Linked DNA regions of Sus scrofa: all the other regions are linked to region 1. The links are chromatin contacts, called in public Hi-C and HiChIP or PLAC-seq maps. All regions are on one chromosome and are shown on one strand. Each heading gives the region's core, a stretch centred on a gene start, on an enhancer-like site or on the middle of the called end of the contact. The rest is flanking DNA. Distances are from core to core; before and after follow the strand shown. Region 1 holds the start of ZBP1 (Z-DNA binding protein 1). Region 2 has its middle 24 kb from the start of ANKRD60. Region 3 has its middle 60 kb from the start of C17H20orf85. Region 4 holds the start of ANKRD60 (ankyrin repeat domain 60).

Evidence for each region. A called contact is a pair of places that touch in the nucleus more often than the background predicts. HiChIP or PLAC-seq counts read pairs in DNA pulled down with a chosen protein or histone mark.
Region 2: a contact with region 1 is called in a Hi-C map of retroperitoneal adipose tissue, with 2.3 times the contacts expected there. The contact joins the enhancer-like site here to the promoter of ZBP1 in region 1. A contact is called at or near these places in 5 of 5 promoter capture datasets (fetal liver, fetal skeletal muscle, liver and 1 more), 9 of 47 Hi-C or Micro-C datasets (adipocytes, adipose tissue, fetal liver and 4 more) and 2 of 2 datasets of contacts at active chromatin or transcription factors (alveolar macrophages and skeletal muscle).
Region 3: a Hi-C map of subcutaneous adipose tissue shows a contact between it and region 1, with 1.9 times the contacts expected there. The contact joins the enhancer-like site here to the promoter of ZBP1 in region 1. A contact is called at or near these places in 8 of 47 Hi-C or Micro-C datasets (alveolar macrophages, embryonic fibroblasts, mesenteric adipose tissue and 4 more) and 2 of 2 datasets of contacts at active chromatin or transcription factors (alveolar macrophages and skeletal muscle).
Region 4: an H3K27ac HiChIP or PLAC-seq map of alveolar macrophages shows a contact between it and region 1. The contact joins the promoter of ANKRD60 here to the promoter of ZBP1 in region 1. A contact is called at or near these places in 2 of 2 datasets of contacts at active chromatin or transcription factors (alveolar macrophages and skeletal muscle).

What each region holds. Positions count from the first base shown.
Region 1 is chr17:57,984,671-57,987,370 of Sscrofa11.1, forward strand. It overlaps ZBP1 (Z-DNA binding protein 1), which reads right to left and starts at 1,447. Exons shown (of 9, transcript NM_001123216.1): 1 at 1,281-1,447. The coding sequence starts at 1,374.
Region 2 is chr17:58,408,923-58,411,622 of Sscrofa11.1, forward strand. No RefSeq gene overlaps it. Among named protein-coding and RNA genes, the nearest start is that of ANKRD60, 24 kb to the right of the region's middle. Within about 2 kb of position 1,294, at least 10 of the 83 cell types and tissues checked have an H3K27ac peak or open chromatin away from gene starts, as enhancers often do. A contact at or near this core is called in adipose tissue and retroperitoneal adipose tissue, where this site is marked.
Region 3 is chr17:58,311,445-58,314,144 of Sscrofa11.1, forward strand. No RefSeq gene overlaps it. Among named protein-coding and RNA genes, the nearest start is that of C17H20orf85, 60 kb to the right of the region's middle. Within about 2 kb of position 1,432, at least 22 of the 83 cell types and tissues checked have an H3K27ac peak or open chromatin away from gene starts, as enhancers often do. A contact at or near this core is called in embryonic fibroblasts, skeletal muscle and subcutaneous adipose tissue, where this site is marked.
Region 4 is chr17:58,433,410-58,436,109 of Sscrofa11.1, forward strand. ANKRD60 (ankyrin repeat domain 60) reads right to left here and starts at 1,260. Exons shown (of 4, transcript NM_001128449.1): 1 at 976-1,260. The coding sequence starts at 1,090. It overlaps PPP4R1L, which reads right to left. Exons shown (of 13, transcript XR_002340199.1): 13 at 1,557-2,700.

The DNA of each region.
Region 1 (2,700 bases), core at 197-2,696:
TGGGATCCAATCCAAACCACTGCGGCTTTGCCCAGCCTTGGAAAGAGCTTGATTCTTGAAAAGCTGCCCCTGGTGGGCGTCTCCCCCTGGCTCCTCCTCCAGTCACCTGACCCTAAAGGGGAACCGATGCCAAGAAGGCTGGGCTGGCCTCCTTGGCTCGCTCTCCCAGCTGGGGAACCGGAAGCTGTGAAATGGACGAAGCGAGGGACCCCTGGAAAGCCCGCAGCGGAGGAAGTTAAATTTGGTCACGAAGTGCCCCTGACAGGTACCGGCAGGTCCCCTCGGGAAGTATGACAGGACCTTGGGGAACAGCCGGGGCCCCTGGGCCACACCCGGTCAGCCGCCCTCCCCGGCTTGCTCTCTTTTCTGGGTTTGAGACCCACTTCTGTCACCTGCTACCCAGTTCTGTCACCTGCTATCTGGGAAACAGTGAAACGTGTGGCTCCATGAAAGATTGCGGTAAGGATTTTTTGTTTGTTTGTTTGTTTTGTTTTGTTGCCTTTTCTAGGGCCACACCCATGGCATAGAGAAGTTTCCAGGCTAGGTAGGGGTCGAATCGGAGCTGGAGCCGCCGGCCTACGCCAGAGCCACAGCAACGCGGGATCCTAGCCGTGTCTGCAAACTACACCACAGCTCACAGCAACCGGATCCTTAACTCACTGAACAAGGCCAGGATCGAACCCTCAACCTCCTGGTTCCTAGTCGGATTCATTAACCACTGAGCCACGAGGGGAACTCCTGGTGAGGATTAAATGAGCTCATGATCACAAAACACAAACGAAGAAACAAAAAGCCCCTCAGGTCACAGCCCACGAGCTTTTGTTGTGTGGGGGGGGCGCCTAGAGCACAGCAATGGCTCAATAACAACTGGCTGTCACTCAGCGCTGCCTGAAGCAAAGTTATCCCAGGAGAGAAGGAAGCAGGATGCAGCCAGGCACAAGCCCGGGGCCACCCGTCCAAACTTCTGTTCTTCCTCCAAACCGAGGGTGAGGACAGGGGCTCGGGTCCCAGGCTCAGTGGGGTTGTTTCACCAGCAGAGCCTCAGGGATCTCAGGTGGAAGACGGAACGGCCATCAGGCTTGCCCCGGGGGTCCTTGCAACATGCACACCAAGCGTGTTGCAAGCTGCCCGGGGCAGATGGAGGCTCTGAGTCAGACCCAATGGCCTCTCTCCCTCTTTCTCGCTCCTGCTTTGCTATCAGGGCTGTGATCGGCCGAGAAAAGGAACCAGGACAAAGTGCAAGTTCCACCCAGGAATGTCCCCTGTTCCTTAGAAGGTACCTGCATCCTCTGGGTCGGCAGGGGTCTCGGCCACGTCGGCAGCAGCCGCTGGGAGCCTGGGAGCCTTGGGGACAGTGGCCTGCTCCGACTCCATGGCCTTGAGAAGGTGGGTCCGGCCGAGGCTGAGTGTCGTTTTGTGACCCAGCCTGGGGCTGCTGGCAGCTGTGAGGATGTTCCAGCTTCACTCACCAGATGTGAGCTGTTCACGTGCCCGGAAACAGGCCTCGTCACTGAATGAGCAGATTCAGGGCATGAAGAAAATGAAACTTGTCTGTGTGGTATTCGAAAGAAACAAAACTGAAAGTAGAACGGAGCAAGACAGAGTTACGGCTGCAACTAGATGCCCGTGGGGAGTTGCTGAGCTGGGCAAGGCCAGACCTTCCTCTGGGGCCGAGGGCTCCCACTGTGACCCCCACAAGCCCACCAAGACACCTGGGGGGTGCCCTGTTCACCTTTGTATATGTCATAACGGCAGCCCTAAGCAATGAGATCCTGCTGTGTGGCACTGGGAACTATATCTAGTCACTTGTGATGGAGCTTGATGGGGGATAATGTGAGAAAAAGAATGTGCGTGTGTGTGTGTGTGTGTGTGTGCGTGCGCGTGTGCGCGAGACTAGGTCAGTTTGCTGTTCAGTAGAAAATTGACAGAACCCTGTAAACCAACTATAATAGAGAAAATAAAAATCACTATTTAAAAATTTTTTTAAATAAAAAATAAAAGAAGTTAACAGTTTCACCAAAAAAGGGGGGGAAAAGCACAACGCCAGCCCTCTTTCCTGAGTCCCTTCTGCATGCTCTGTGATCCCGTGTGCCTCTGACTCATCGGCGGGGCGTAGGGGCTGATACTGGTCTCTTTTCTCAGAGAGGAAACTGAGCCACTTGCTCAAGGTGAGGCAGCCCACAGGGTCAGGGACTCGTCCCCAGAAGCCCCTGGGATCGGGGTCCCAGCTGTAGAGGGAAGGAGGGGGCGCCAGGGTGGGGCGCCCAGGGGGACATCATCCCCAGCATTTCCACAAAGGGAGGCATTCAGGACAAGTATATCCATGGAAGGGGTCCCAGAGGCTTGTCTCAAAGCTGTCTTTGTAAAGCAAGCAGGGAAAAAACCCAATGCCTGGCCCTCCTCAGAACAAAAAAATCCCAGTCTCAGGAGGTGGGGCTGAAGGTCCCAGGTGACTTTATTCGAACCCAAGGCGGAGTGTTGGACAAGTCAATAAAAACCACAGTGAGGCTTTTGTTCTTTTTTTTTTTTTTTTTTTTTTTTTTTTTTGCTTTTTTTGGGCTGCAGCCACAGCATATGGAAGGGGTCAAATTGGAGCTACAGCTGCCAGCCACAGCCACAGCCACAGCAACAAGGGATCCAAGCCATGTCTGCAACCTACACCACAGTTCACAGCAACAGCAGATCCTTGACCCACTGAGC
Region 2 (2,700 bases), core at 44-2,543, 420 kb after region 1:
GCTGCCTCCCCGAGGCCCCACTGGCCTGAGGCACAGCGCCCCGTCCACACAGCGCCTCTTCCTCTCTCCCGAGGGGTCCGTCTGCACATCTCCGAGGGCCTGGCCAGGCCACGGGCCCCCGTCCTCCAGCACTGCCTCCCCTGTCCTGCCGGCAGGCGCGCTGTCCTGAACACTCACGGTTAAGTCGACAGCTTTTCTGCCAAAGAAAATCTCCCTTTGCCTTGAACTTCACAAACTTTCCTGGTTACGTGTTCAAAATACACAGCCTCGCTGGGATAAAACTCACATTCCAGAAAGATCACCCGTGGAGAGGGTACAATTCGATGGTTTGGACGCTTTCTACGGAATTACACACCACATGCCTGTCATCTCACCGTGGACCATGCTCCTTGGCCCCCAGAAAGGAACTCCCTGCCCGTTGGCGGTCACTCTTCATTCCTCCTGGCCCCGAGCAGCCAGGAACCTGTCTCCTGTCCCTGGGGGTTTGCCTGCTCTGGCCTTTCGGCCAATGGAAGCCAACAGGCAGTGGCCTTTGGGGACCGGCTCCTTTCACGCGGTCACATGTTCTTGAGGTTGGGCCCATTAGACGCCGCCCACGAGGACCCCGTGTAAACTGGAGGATTCGGGTCCCCTCCCTCACTCTCTACGAAGGAGGCAGAGCGGGAACAAGAACAACACCCCAAATCATTCATCGCCGTGCAGATGAGGAGAACCGAGGGGTGCGCTAAGGAACATGCCAGGCCCATGACGAGCAGCAGGGATGGCGCGGAGGGAGAGGGTGAGAGGGGTGAGTCAGGGTGAGCCAGACAAATAGAGGCGGGAAGAGCATCCCAGGCAGAGGGAACAGCATGTGCGAAGGCCCGGCTCCAGGAAGGACATAAACGAAGGCTGCGTGCCTGGGACCCGGAGCTAAGGAACGTGGCCCAGAACGAGACCTGTGAGAAGTCACGGGGAGTGGGGAGCCTCGAAACCTCCAATGCTTTGTATCCGAGGAGCAATGGGGAGCCAGTGAAAGTTTGAAACGGAGGAGGAATATCATCACAAATTCCATTTGCGAGATCATTCTGCAGGCTGGGCAGAGATGGCGACAGCGGGGCTGGGTGAGGGAGCTGGCAGTGGACGGGAGGAGAAGCTCCATGGGGCTTGGAGGCAGGTTGGACAAAGGGGTGAGAGAGAGGGAGGGGGAATGGGTGCCCCCACCCCCACCCCAGGACGGGGCAGGACGGGGCAGGACGGAGCGGCAGCAACCGTGGTGTCCTGGGCTGGCCAGCGTCCGATCAGTCTTCCACAGGATTCTTGGCCAAAGCAGCTGGAGGCTTCCAGGCCTCAACCTCATTACCCAACACAGCTCGGCCATTAGCCTTCACAGGCGGCCCATCAGCACGTCCGTGGAGCCAACAGTTGAGAACTCATCTGGCCTGCTCGCCACCTCATTGCTTCATGTCCTCAGCAAACTGGCACCACAGTGAAATTATGCTCCTTGCTCAGCCAGTGCATTAAACTTAAACGTTTTCTCTAACCAGCGCACCCTGTGCCTGCTTTAATCCCCAACTGATTTATCTCCCCAATTTATCACCAGGGCTCCGTTCAATCAATACTGGCTGGGATGCACCCACAGAGGCGTCTGATTTATGTTACACCAACCCCTGGGGAAGGGGGGCCACTGGAGGTTCTGCTCGGCACCCCAGTGCCCCCTGCCCCCCATAATGATGGGTCTGCTCCCCCTGCAGGGCACACCAGCCTTGGCCCCCAGATGACAAACCTGAGATTCACCAGACCCCCCAAATGCCACAGGCACACCCCTCCTCCTGCTCAAAGGGGCCTACAGGTCTGCTCCCAAGCTGCCCGGGGCCAGCCCCGAGCTCAGGACTCCCTGGGGGAAAAACGTTTTGAAAACCACGAAGGCTTTGCGTTACTCCGGGCAGAAGCGGGCTCTGGGAAGGGGGCCGGCGTGCCTGCCCTGTGCGATTGTGTCTTACTGCCCCAGGAACAGGGTTTAAATTAGATCGCTGTCTCTTGCTCCGGACATAGGAAAACAGGATGTCGGGTTTCTGGTTCCCAAGGATTTAGCAAAACTTTTGTTTAAAAAAAAAAAAAAAAAACTGAAAAAGATGCCAGAAAGATTTTTCCCTTCCAAAAGGAGGGACCTGGGGTCTGAAACCAAATAGATGAGGTCAAGGTCTTCCCTCTTGAACTTGCTCTGGCAAAAGTTCAATAGAATCGCATCCTCTGGTTCTAATTCTAAACTTCCTGGAGGAGGGCGGGGGGAGGGCTTGCTCAGTCTATAGCCTTTCTCAAAATAAATCACCAGCAGGTCACGGCACTGCTCGTTATTAAAATGCTAAATTATTTGACGTCTCCACGTTTCCACTGCCCCGCTCTTTAAGCAGACTTGGAAATGCCTTTAGGCAGGGAGAAAACGTTTCCAAAACCTAAACCACTCGTCTGGTACTAAACGCCTTTAAGGGCCCAGCCAGTCAGAGGTGGGTAGAAGAGCAGGGTAGAAGAGGCGATAGGGCAGGGTAGGGACTGGGGCAAACTCAGGAAGGGGGCGGCTGCTACTCTATGTCAACCATTCATTGCCCGGGAAGAGGCGCTCCAGATACTGAGGTTCTTGAACTTGCCAAAGATATTCGTGCCCCCCGCCCCACAACTAGGCACATACATCCTCTGCCATTAAGCCGTGGAGGGACCAGGGAC
Region 3 (2,700 bases), core at 182-2,681, 330 kb after region 1:
GGAGAGACCTTCTTCATGTGCTTTCCCAGAAGAACAAACAAACAAGTCTATCTACATCCCACTGGCCACCCCTGGGGCTACAAAAGAGTACAGTAGGATATTGTCTACTTATTGTCTATTCTAAACGTAAGCATTTGCATCTATTAACCACAAACTCCCAGTGGGGTAACGTAGTCTTTTAGAAAGGCACCTTGCCACCCATAATGAAGTCAGTGTTCCTTTACCGCGGAAGAGAGATGAAGATGACTCTTGGGTAGGTAATTAACAATATCTGTTGGGCGGGAAGAAAAAACCACAACTGGAAGCCATGTAAACAAGTAAATGATGGTCCATCCATAAGATACGAAAGTACCCAGCCATTAACAGCACGGGCTTTTGGAAAATTCTTGCTAATGTGAGAGAATGTCTGTGATACAATGTCACATGCAAAAAAAAGGGGGGGGGAATATAAAGCTACCCAAAGGTTTCCATTTTTATAAACACACTTCTCAACGACACACACATACACAGGACAGAGAATTCGAAGAAATACACCATGATTTTCATAGTGTTTTTCTCTAAGTAGAGTAATTACCAATGGCTTGTATTTTCTTTTTTACGCTTTATTTTTTTCCAGAGATTTTCAACACACACGCGTTGCTGAATGGTGAAAATGGACAAGTCATTAAAATTTTAAGTAAAGGAGTTCCTGTCATAGCGCAGTGGTTAACAAATCCGACTAGGAACCATGAGGTTGCGGGTTCGATCCCTGGCCTTGCTTAGTGGGTTAAGGATCCAGCGTTGCCATGAGCTGTGATATAGGTCAAAGACATGGCTCGGATCTGCATTGCTGTGGCTGTGGTGTAGGCTGGCAGCTACAGCTCCGATTTGACCCCTCGCCTGGGAACCTCCATATGCCGCGGGAGCAGCCCAAGAAATGGCAAAAAGACAAAAAAAAAAAAAAAATTTAAGTAAAAAGAAAAGTAGTGGAATCCTCACTCACAGCTTAGTTTGGTGCTATTTCGCCCTGTGTCAAAGCCCAGCGTCGAAAAGAAAAGAAAGAGAGAGGGAGTAGAAATGAGAAAGGAAAAAAGAAGGGGGGGAAAGCAGAGAGAAGGGGGGAAGGAACGAGGTGAAGTGAGGAACATCTGGAAGGGAGGGGAGGGGAGGGAGGGGAGGAGGGAGGGGAGGGGGGGGGGGGGGGGGGGGGGGGGGGGGGGGGGGGGGAGGGAGGGGAGGAGGGAGGGGAGGGGAGGAGGGGGAGGGAGGGGAGGGGAGGAGGGAGGGGGAGGGGGAGAGGGAGGGGAGGAGGGAGGGGGAGGCGGAGGGAGGAGGGAGAGGAAGGGAGGGCAGGGGAGGAGGGAAGAGGAGAGGAGAGTGGGGAGGGGAGAAAGAAAGACAGAATGTTCCGGAGAAGCCGTGCTTTTGCTGGGAAAGACTCCAACAAGAACTGGAGTTGTGTTTCCTCCACCAACTCCCAAGAGCCCTGGCCCACCCCCCGCCCAATATCAACCCCGTCCTCTCAAGGGCAAGCTCTGAGGGGCCCTTGGGTGTTTTCTTTGATCAAGTGACCCAGGCAGGAAACTCCGCAGCTGGCACTGACTCACTCCCTCTCCCCTGCCTGTTCCTGCCCCAGCCCCTGGGGCTCATTTTTGGCTGGTTTCTGTGAGCCCCGCAGCTGTCTCATCTCCAAACCTCCCCAACTCCACTCCAGGCTTGCGCTTGAACAGGGGGGCGGGGGCGGGGGCGGTGGAGCTGGGGTTCATCCCTAGCCAGCTGTGCCCTCAGAGGAGATGGGAATCAAAGCCGACAAATAAATAATGGGGTTCACCAGCCTTGCCTGACAGCCCGCCTGGAGCAGAGTCAGAGCCTGGAAAGGTTCCTGGGAAATCCTGGGCTCGGATGCTTACTCAGCAACCACAAACTCTATCTTGGGTCTGAGTCCTAAAAAACAACGATAGAAGTTTCTTTGAAGATGCTCCTGTCCCTCCCACCAGCCCGCACCCCATCTCCAAGTATAAAGGCCTCCCAAAACAATCCTGAAACAGAACTTGAAAGTTAAATCACATTCTCAAAACTTGTGCAGTCAAAACACAGCCCCGATGCCCCAAAGGGTTTCTGCGCAAGGGCAAATCTGCTTCCTCCCCAGCTCCACCTTCCCTCTCATCACTTCCACCCTCTGAGAAATGCAGCAACCACACCTGGACTGCCAGCCATTAGGAAGCAGGTCCAGGTCACCGAGCACCTGCGAGGTGGATTGTGCAGCTGGGAACTGAATTTTTTATTTTATTTAAGTTTAACAAGCATTCATGTTAAAAACGGTAGAGTGAACATATTTTTCTAAGAGACAATTTTGTTTTGTAAGAACTACTGTGTTGGTTTGCTCTTGCAGCCGTGATCAAGAAATTTTATAGCTTAAAACTATACATCTATTTTTTTTTTCTCTTACAGTTCTGGGACATCAAAAGCCTGAAATGGGTCTTACAGGCTACAAGCACAGTGTTTGCAGGGCTCTGCTCCTTCCTGCAGGGTGTAGGGGAGCATGTGTTGGCTGGCTTTTCCAGCTTCTAGAGGCTTCCTGCATGCCTCAGCTCATAACCCATGCTTCCTCCATCTTCAAAGGCAGCGATGTGGAGTCTGACTACTCTCCGTAGTTGGAGCTCCCTCTGAGCAGAGCCACAAAAGGGTCCCTGCTTTTGTGGACATTATGAGTTCACTGGA
Region 4 (2,700 bases), core at 10-2,509, 450 kb after region 1:
TTATGTAGACAGAGGAGGCTGAAGGATTGGGGTTCGGGTATGCAACTGGTTAAGAAGAGACTGGGGTCTCCGAATCGAGTGGATCCGGCCTGGGATCTGGGGTCACGATCTGGGTCGAGTCGGATCCGGGATCTAGGTTTCGGTTGTGAGCAGGGGTCACTTGGGGATTGTATCCGAGGTTCAAACGTAGGTACGGTTCGTGAGAGAGACGAGGCCCTGGGAAGGGCAGAGTTTAAGGCTTTGACGTCCTTGAGTCTATACGATTGCCGATGGTCACACGGTTAGCCTGGGGACTTGGGGTTCAGTCTGGGGCGGGTTTGGCCTTGGTTTGAGGGTCCTGGAGTGGGTTTGTTCAGAGCTCTAGAGCCCTTGTGAGGACACAGTTATGGAAAGATTTGGGATTCTGGGGTAGTCATGGTAACCCTGGAGATTTGGGGTTCACTCTGGGGCAGGGCTGGGGCGTTCTGATGGCCCACAGCCCAGCACAGGGATGTGAAGTTTGCCTCCACCTGGGGTCCTGACCAGCAGGTTTGCCTGAGGCTGTGGGGTCCCACTGAGAACAGATGTTTCCCTTGAGGTCTTGTGTGGATGGCACTGCCAGCTCTGTGACTTGGGTCCCAGATGAAGACATGGGGTCTGGGGGTCTGAGGGTCCTGCTGCTTGGGGATTTGGGGTTCTGATGAGGACAGGGTTTGCTCAGGTAGGCAGGTCGCACACCTTGCTTTGGGACTGGAGACCCAACACAGGTGGGGTTTGCCAGGAGATTTGAGGTCTAAGGCGGACCCGGGTTTTCTGCAGTTGGGAATTCCTTAGGTGGTCAGGGCTGGCTTTTCCACCTGCGGTTCCAGGGGACTGGGGTCTGTTTTGACCTCTGGGGGTGCTCCTAGGCAGGCTTCCCCTCCTGCACCGCAGGATGGGAAGGGGACTGGGTCTGGGGAGTACGTGCGGCCAGGAAAGGGGTCGGGCAGGGGCCACCTTGGTCCAGGTACTGGAGCCGCTGGAGGTTGAAGGGGATGCCAAGCCTCAGGTCCAGCTCCTCCTTGAGCTCCCGCACGGTCATGTCGCTGTGGCAGTTGGTCACTCGGCACATTTCCCCGGAATCCTCCAGCAGCACTCGCACGACGAAGACGTCTGAGGCCACGTCGAGCGCCAAGTGTACGGCCTGCGGGTCCCCAACACGGCTGTAGCCGCGGGTGCGGACCCCGGGCTGCGCGGCCAGGAGCTGGGGCCGGGCTGAGCCCGCCCCCTGCCCGTCTGGCCGGCGGCCCGCGGGGTCGGGACGATCGGCGCCCCGCGACGACCTCTCCGCCTGCGCCTCTGCCCCCGCCCTCCGCATCGTCCTCGGCTCCGCGCGCCCCCCAGCCCCCCGGCCCCCGGGCCCCGGCGCGCGTTATCCCCGCTCCACGCGGTGGCCGCGCGTCATCGCCGCCCCCGCCCCGGCGCCCCCTCTGGGACAACAGAGCCCACCCTCCCCCCGGGGCGGCAATTAACCAACCAAGGCGGGGCTGCACGTGGACGCGGGTGGCGCGGCTGAAACCAGGAAAGGGCACAGGCACTTCCTCAAGTAAGAGGGAGATTTATTGAGATCAATACAGAGGCATCGCCGCCCAGAGGCCCCGCGTCCCGGCGCACCCAGCTCCGGCCACATCCCAACTCCTTCTCGCAGCTTCCAAGTTGCTCTTAATGTCAGTTCCTGTAACCTGGAAAACGGAGCGGCTTGTGGCCGTTTAGGCACCTGTGATCTCTTCTCCGTGTCTGTTTAAAACACAATCATTGCACAATTTGGGGCCAACTACCTGGAGGAATTATGCGTGAATCATCGCTGGGTAAAGCAGAGAGTTGTGAAGTGCAGTCTTTAGTCATGCTTAAAAATCGCATTTCTAGCATGAACGGAAAAAAACCCACACTGCAGAAACAGGACTCCGTTTAGGCAGATCTGGCCCAACTTGACAGTGAAAAAGCCCCATACGTCGCACCCCGGAAGTGGAAGACAGATCTTTCTGAAAATCTGCAAAGCTCCATCACGACCCATCAACTTTGAAAACGTTCTCGAATTCTTGGAGTGGGAAAGGTGCTGATGAAAATGCTTAACAAGGGTGAAATGTCACGGGGGGGGGGGGCGCTGAGATGGTTCTATCGCTGAGACCCCTTTAAGAAACCAGCTGGTGCTTTTCCATTGACTCGGGAAGAAACTGGCTGTTTAAGTCAACAGGAAGGGGACGTCAGGTGGTGAAATCACACACACTCACAACCACACCTGTGACCAGTCAGTGGGTAGGGCGCTGAATCCATGAGAACAGCAAGGGCAACCAGAACAATCTTAGAAACATCTCAGCTGTTACAAACCAAGACTAAAATGTGAGCTTTAAACATACTTTTTGCAGGGAAGATACAGTCATAAAAATGTCTTCTCACTGGAAAGGCATTCCTGTTACAGAAAAATCTTAACACGGACACTCAAAACTTAAAGGTCAGATTATTTACCAAAGAGTCTTGACAACCTCTACAAGCACATCTGATTCCGCAGGCAAATCATATGCAAATCGAACCCATCCTCACAAATTCAAGCGAATTTTTTTTTCTTAATGGAAAAATGAAGCTCTGAACAGAATACCAGATTCCAGTTGAAGAAGTCTACTTGCTGCTAGATCAAGAGATTTTTAACAATATGACACTCTCAATTTCTAGGCAATTAAAAAA